Linked DNA regions of Mus musculus: region 2 is linked to region 1. A link is a contact called in public promoter capture Hi-C data. All regions are on one chromosome and are shown on one strand. Each heading gives the region's core, a stretch centred on a gene start, on an enhancer-like site or on the middle of the called end of the contact. The rest is flanking DNA. Distances are from core to core; before and after follow the strand shown.

What was found. Promoter capture Hi-C pulls out the DNA fragments that hold promoters and counts their contacts.
Region 2: a promoter capture Hi-C map of pre-B cells shows a contact between it and region 1. The contact joins the promoter of Nr2c2 here to the promoter of Pradc1 in region 1. A contact is called at or near these places in 1 of 39 promoter capture datasets (pre-B cells) and 2 of 484 Hi-C or Micro-C datasets (CD4 T cells and CD8 T cells).

The regions. Positions count from the first base shown.
Region 1 is chr6:85,449,706-85,453,434 of GRCm38.p6, reverse strand. It overlaps Pradc1 (protease-associated domain containing 1), which reads left to right and starts at 2,133. Exons shown (of 5, transcript NM_001163427.1): 1 at 2,133-2,322. The coding sequence starts at 2,256. It overlaps Cct7 (chaperonin containing Tcp1, subunit 7 (eta)), which reads right to left and starts at 1,930. Exons shown (of 12, transcript NM_007638.4): 1 at 1,308-1,930. The coding sequence starts at 1,313.
Region 2 is chr6:92,090,662-92,094,390 of GRCm38.p6, reverse strand. Nr2c2 (nuclear receptor subfamily 2, group C, member 2) reads right to left here and starts at 1,958. Exons shown (of 15, transcript NM_001347342.1): 1 at 1,577-1,958.

The DNA.
Region 1 (3,729 bases), core at 884-3,383:
CACTAAATAAAACAAAAGTCAATACTATCTATTAAACAATTAGTTGGAGGAGGCCCTGGAAGTGGCTCAGGGGTAAAGCTGCTAGATGCATAAGCCTAAGCACCAGAACTCATTACAAGTCTGTCATTGTGGTATATATCTGTAATCCCAGAACTGCTACAGCAAGATGGGAGGAAACAAGAGTCACCAGCAGCTCATAAGCTGTAAGTATGCAGCACAGCAGCAGAAACAAGAATCATCAATTTAGGTAAAACCCAAATGTGATGGTCTGGGACCCTTTGATAAAAGGTTTGCTACTTGTTTTGGCCAATGCTGGGCCACTGGTCATATCAGCAGCAATGATGCATATTTTACTGCAGCACATATGACTCATGGATTTATGCCTCAGCTCTGGTCTTCGCCGACCAAATCAATTTCAAGCGCTAGGGGTCAGGGAGCATGGACATGCTTCTGTAGGGACTCCTTCGGAGGAGAAGCTGTAATTTGGTAGCAGAGGGAGGACCTTACAGGTTTCCAAGTCTGTCTGGCATCTACGCATAGGAAGAAGCTGCAAAAGGCAGACAAAGGATTGACACTAAAAAGCAAAACTTAACGAGTGTGCTGATGCCAAACGCACAGGATTCTGTCTTGGAAGTTGACATTGCTCACTAACAACTCAGGTTTATCACAGGGGAACAGGGGAGGTATCTGACGCTGTCGGGGATAAAGGGTGATGCAGGAGGATTACAGGCAGACCTTTAAGAGACTCTCCTGCCTAAAGTACTCAGGTCGTCCCATCTTTGGTACTGTGTACATCAATTGCCCTTTTCCAGCACCAAGTACATTCGGGAGAACTAAAAATGCCCCCAACGAACAGGTTCCAACAGGAACGAAGGATTCTGTCTTTCCACATGCGGGAACGTAAACGACCACAATGCCAGGCAGGGCGTCACTTGGCCCAACCTAAAGACCCTCACGCTGCCTCTGTGCGCCTAGAAGCTCGCGCCTTCACTTCCGCACCTCCCAGGGCGATGTAACCCGGCCTTATGGTAGAGGTACAGAGCTCAACACACACTCGGTTCCGAAAACCCAAGCCTCCATTACGGGGAACAGGCTGAACAAGAGGTCTGTGGTCCCAAGCACCATGAGATCCATGGTTTCCAGGCCCAGCGGCATCGCGAGCCCCATTCGGCTCTCGCCAACAGCTTCAGTTTTGGATCAAGGCCGCCTCCGGCCGGGGAGCGGAAACGAGCCACTGTAGACACTCCGCATGGCGGGCCAGGGCCGCAGGGTCGTGGATGGCAGCGGATGCGCGGAGAGACACTCACCATCATCTTGGAAGCGGCTTCAGGTACCCGCAACTCGTCAGTTGTCCGCCTCGGGGCCGCCCACCCAAGCCCACAATGCTCCGCGCCGGAGAAATGCCCAGAAGCTTCTGGCGAGACGTTAGCCCGGGAGAGGAAGGGGCCGGACCACTTCCGCCACTCTATGGTTAGCTCCCGAGGTAGCCGGCTAGAGGAGTCGGAGGTCCAGGGACGCTCTAGGAACTCGCGTTAGCTTTGGCGGGGGTCATCGAGTCTCGCAGTGCTTTTGGTTTGTAAGGTGCGGTAAGGTCCCGCCTCAGCCCGCGCTCCCAGACGCCATGGTAGACGTGCAATGAGCTATCAGTACTGAACACCGGCTAGGAGAAGCACCTTAGGTGAGTGATCTCACTGCACCTGCTCAGCTCCGTGGCGAGGGAGCTCCGTGAGTTTCACAGGTAGCTTGGGAAGTTGGGAACAGTGTCCCGGGTCACAGGTGCGCGGCCCGCTCGGGCGCAGGAAATTTGCTCGGGTCGGCTTCTAGCTCTGTAGCGCCCCTTATCGGCCGAGGCGGCGCCGTGCCGCCTGCCCCTTCGCGCGAGGCCCGTCTCTGCCTGGGGAGGAGAGCCGTGGATCCCGCGCAACCCCGCGAGCCGCCCACCGCAGGTTCCGGGAGGCGCGTCTATAAGGAGGAGTGCGGGGGCGGGGCCGCGAACTGCAGTTGCTATTAAGAGTTTTGGCCAATCAGCGCCCGGTTCCACTTCTCCTGGCCAATAGGAAGTGGCCTAGGGCGCAGAGGAGGAAAGTGCGGCCACACGAACAGGCGTGGCGGCCAATCAGCCGCTGGCCTCCGTTCTGTGCTCCAACCGGCGCGGAGAGCGGGCCTGAGGGAGGCCGTGGCAGCTGTCAGGCTAAAGTCGGGCGAGGGATCGCGGCGGGACGGCGGCGGCGGCGGCGGCGGGACGGGCCCTGGAGATGAGCCGTGGCGCCGCGGGCTGGTGCTGTCTCGTGCTCTGGCTGCCCACGTGCGTCGCGGCCCACGGTGAGCGGCGACGGACAGGCGGGCGGGGCGGGAATCCAGCGTGCGCGCTTCCCGGGCTGGGGGCCACGGGTCACCTTGGGGACCCCGCGAGTTTGGGCCGCCCAGATCCAGGGACTAGACGGCTGCAGCGGGTGGATGCTGGTTCCCGGGTCAGTGAGTAGGCACAACCTGACAACCCCACCCCTCCCCGTCGAAACAAGAGCTTTCAGCTTTCCTCCCACTGAAGGCGACCCTGGTGACAGCTAGAGATCCAGAACGGAGGATGTGAGCGTTCTTATAGGCAGGAACACACATATGGGCTCACACGCACAGGCACCCACTTACACAACTCGAACATAAATGTACACACCTACGCGTTAAGTGAACACATGCATATACCCGAAGCTTATTAGATAAGCACATCAAATGCCAGACAGGGGTGTGCTTGTGGAAAGGGTTGCCTGGTGTTAATCCAGAAGGCTTCCTGGGGGGGGGGGGGGGTTATCCATCTGATGAAGTGTACCTACACTCAGGACAAAAAGCTGCAAGCCCCCTTAGCTCTGTCTGAGCTGTAATTTGGACCATAGACAGGATCAATTATAGACACAGCAATTGGATTGACTAACAGACCTGAGCTTCCATCCATCAACATTTACTTGCCTTTCTGGCAAGTTTAAAGAATCCAGGGACTCAAATCCAACTGAGAAAAAATATCCTAGCAAAGCTCTCGTGGTTTTTTTGGCCATTCTCTTGTTCAGGACAGCAGAGCTGGGCAGAGTTCTTTGTTTAGTAACCTTTACTGAGCAGCCACTGTGTCCTAGGCACTGGAGATTCATCTCTGTATAAAGCCACATACTTAAGGCTGGAGAGGTGGTTCAGTGGTTAAGAGCACTGACTGCTCTTCCAGAGGTCCTGAGTTCAAGTCCCAGCAACCACATGGTGGCTCACAACCATTTGTAATGGGGATCTGATGCCCTCTTCTGGTGTGTCTGAAGAGAGAGAGACCGTGTATTCACATAAAATAAATAAGTCTTTTTTAAAAAGCCACATACTTAGAATCACTGCTGCGATGAAAGAAGCTGACATAGAATATTATGAATCCACCATAATTACAGAGGAAGTATTAGCTGGGAGAAAGTATATTTTGAATGGGTGGAGGAAGGATAAGGCAGCATCTTTCTGAGAAATGACAGGTAAACTTTTAGGAAGACCCAAAAAGATAAAGACACTGAAAAGCCAGTACAGCTTTAACATGGGAAAGAGGAAACAAGAGTGGAGTGGGTATAGGAGTCAAATCAGGCAGGGCTTTCTACACCACAGCCAACAGCAGCATACACTTTAGTAGGTGAAGGGGACATTGAAGCTCTTGCAGTGGGGCAGGTGGACAGAGGCAGAGAGCTGGACAGACAGCTTGGCAGTTAGGAATAC
Region 2 (3,729 bases), core at 709-3,208, 6.6 Mb before region 1:
GACAACTTCTCAAACAAAACAACAGAACTAAACAAAAAAACCCTCAAAAAGTCCTAGAATTCCTCTTATAAAGGGAAGAGACTGTTGACACAGACCTTACTCCCAATCCCAACACAGAATTCTCATTATGTAGCCCTGGCTGGCCTAGAACTCTTGTGTGTGATAAAGTCTTGTGCCAACCACCATACTTGGATGGTCTCTTAAAAGTTTGATTGACTACAGACTGACAAGGATTTCGATACAAAATAACTGGAGAAAACTGCAGCTTCAGATTGATAGCTGTGTCTCCAATTAGAACGCCCTTTTGTGGTTGAACAGCCTTGAACCTGTGATTAGGCTATTCTTGCTGTTATCAGAAACTAAAGGTATCAGGGCACTTTCTCACCCATGTGCCTGAAAGAAGGGTCTGCATCCTTAAAAGATCTGATATCATTACAATATCAACTGTATTGTGATTTTAAAATTTCCAGCTTTTGGAAAGAGAAAACCCAAAAGGAAGAGCCATCATGCTTTGGGAGTGGGAAAGGGGGTTGTCACTTTATTTCATGAAGATTCTATCACCTCATAAATATTCAGGAAAACTTTAAAATCCACAGTGTAGAACTCACTGGGCTGCAAGTCACTTTGGGACAGCTTATTCCAATCTCTTTTTGGAAATGTTTGCTTGGCTTAACTTACACTGTCTCTTGAGATATCCAAAGAAAGAATTAAAACTGAGACTGCTCATATTATTAAAAAGGTATTGTTTGATTTCAAATATTTTATTTTGGATACCGGATCTTATAGCCCAGGCTGGCCTAAAACTCTATGTAGCCAAGAATGACACTGAAACTTCTGATCTGCCTCCACCGCCCCAGTAACTGGGATTACAGATATGCAGCACTACATAAGTTTATGCAGTGCTAAGGATGAAACTTGATTTCCTACATGCTAGCCAGCCCTTCCTACTATGTTATATGCACAAATATTTTAGTCATCAGACTTTCCAATGGAAGCTAACATTATATTTTGTAAAGTTTGTTTTCCACTTTGATAAATGAGATTTTCAGTAGCTTCATAGCATCAATCAATTTTATCTCTGGGAAAGATAAATATGTTAAAAGAATGCCTACTGAAGTCCAATTCAAATTCCCTGCTTAGTATAATGGACATTTTATTGCTGGGCATGCTATCCCAACTGTCAAGTTCGGGTAAAAATGCACCAATTAAATATGCAGCACTTAGCTATCAATAGTATCAGCAACAATTTACTCAACAAAAAGTGTGGGAAAATCTTCCCTTCCCATCTTCAAGCTTGCTATCCAGAACCCAGCTCTTTTCCTGAAATCTATTCAAACATTCAGTGAAGCCTGACTTCCTCACCATCCAATTAAATTAATGCCCTCACGATTCCTTCAGCACATCATCCAGTTTCTTCCATTCTCTGACCATTCTCTGAGCCTTTGTATCCCCTCGGCATCCAAAATTCTGGGGGGAGAATGGCTCCTTGCCCAGGTCAGTTGAATCTCTGGAAGTAGTGTCCTAGTGTCTAAAGCTACGCACAACTGTGTTTAATGAAAGTAGGAAAGAGAATCACCTCACAAGTTTTCCACTCCAGTTGGTTCCTTATATATTTCCACATCACCATTTTGGGACTAGGGATGTTACTCAATGGCAGGGCCGTCCCCAGCACCACAATAAGACGAAAAAACTAACACCACCATTTGCAAATTACTTTTGAGGCTGGCAGAGTAGCTTGGACTCCATTTTCAGAGAACAGTCCCTCAAACAATGCTGAGGAGAGAGGCGAGGCTTGGCAAGAACGTCTGGTGTCCCAATTTCATGGACTGAAATTGAGCCCGCCAGAGGGGCTCCGTCCAGAGTCGTGAGGAAAGCGCGAACCCCGGAGAGCCTCCAAGTGCCGACGAACTCTTCCCTTCTGGCCGCGCCATGGGTTCAAAAAGCATCACCAGCTTCCCAGCCCGAGACCCACCAAGTTCCTCAGAGGCTGGCCCGCCCGGCCTCACACCCCGCACTAGCGGCCCCCGGGACCTCCCTCTCCCACCTGGACCAACCAGCACAGCCCCGGGGGCGGTGCCGCAGGCCGTGGCCCTCCTATAAGGGGGAACGATTGGCCAGCCCGGCCGTCACTCAGGAGGTCGTGCCCTGCCCACGCCTCCCTCCCTCCCCTTCCACCCTCCTAGTCCGGAAAAACGGCGGTTGGGCCAGGGTGGCAGCCAACGGCAGGCGGGGAGTGCTGGGGTGAGGAGCGGGGAACACAGGAAGAAGCGGGCAGGCCGGGCGCGCGCCGAGGGGAGCCTGGCCGGCGCCGCGGGGACAAGATGGCGGCGCTGGCGGAGGGCCAGGCGTGAGGCGGGGCCGCGGACAGTCCCCCTCTCCGCCCCCGCGGCGCGCGGCCGGCCCGGTCAGGACAGCGGCTCGCCGGGCTCGGCCGCGGGAGGGGAGGGGAGTGGAAGAGAGGGGAGGGAAGGGTGCGGCCCGGCCCACTATGCAAAGCGCCCGCTGCTGCCGCCGCCACCGCCCCGTGGCAAAGGTAAAAGGCCGCGTTCAGCCTCCGCGGCCTCCATGGCGGCGCAGGCCTGCCCTCCTCCGCCGTGCCGCGCTGCGCCGCGCCGCGCCGCGGCTTGGCCCGGCGGGCTTGCTCTTACCTCAGGGTCGGGCGCCACCACAACCGCGGAGCAGATCCCGTGTCTGCGGCCGGCGCCCCCGGCTAGGAGGGCAGGGCGCGGGCCGGGCAGGCGCCGGAGGGCAGGAGCCCGGGGGCTCGGGCGGCCGGGACGCCGCGGCGGGCCGGTGCGGAGCGGGGCGGCGGGCTGGGCCCTGGCACCGCCGGGGTCGCGGAGGGACCGCGCTTTGTTATTGTTTTTGTCAGTGAAAGGTCAGAGTTCGTGACCCCGGTGCCGCTGCCGCCGCCGCCCGCGCGCTGGGAGGAGGAGGGCGAATGTTCCTCTTCCTCTTCCCGGCGCCAGCCTCACCGCGGCGGCGGGGGGCGGGCGAGCACGCGATTGGCTGAGCGCGCGCGCGCACCGGAACGCCGCCGCTGCCGCTGCGGCCGCCGCCGGAGCTGAGGCCCGCAGGCCTGGGCCGGGCAGGTGCGGCCGATCCCGTAGGCACCGCTTGCAGGCTGGAGAAGCGGGCCCTTGCCTGGCGCCGCGCCGAGATGTTGCAAGCGAGCGGTGTCCTGGGAGTGCACTGAGCTCCCGGTACCTTCCTTGGGATGGATGGTAGCTTTCTGTTTTAAAGCTCCGAGGATGTGCATGCCTCTGGCCGGACCAGGCAAGTGTGCAGATGCCCCAGGCCCATTTTTAAAACAGGTGCTTAGCCTTGGAGCCCAGACTTGTGCAGTCCCGTGCCCCTCTCCTTCGCGATTTGAGAAAAGCAGCTTTGGCACGCACTGATTGCATTCTGAAAAGCCTCCGGGTTATACTTCTTCATTGGGCTTGGGAAGGTGCCGCCGTTTCCCTCTGAGTGTCTGCCTGCAATGTTCACCCACTCCCCTTGATCACCGAGCTGTGTAGATTGGATATACTCTACCATCTAATTACACACACACACACACACCTCTTGCTCATTAGAAATAAATGCTTCAAGATTTTTGCAGTAGACATTTAGGCTTACAATAGGGTGACTCTAACAATGCCCATAGTCTTAATCGACTTTCTATTTTGTGGCAAGTGTTTTAAACACAGTCCCCTCCCCTTCCTGTCTCCTGGGAAAGTGGGGGGGGGG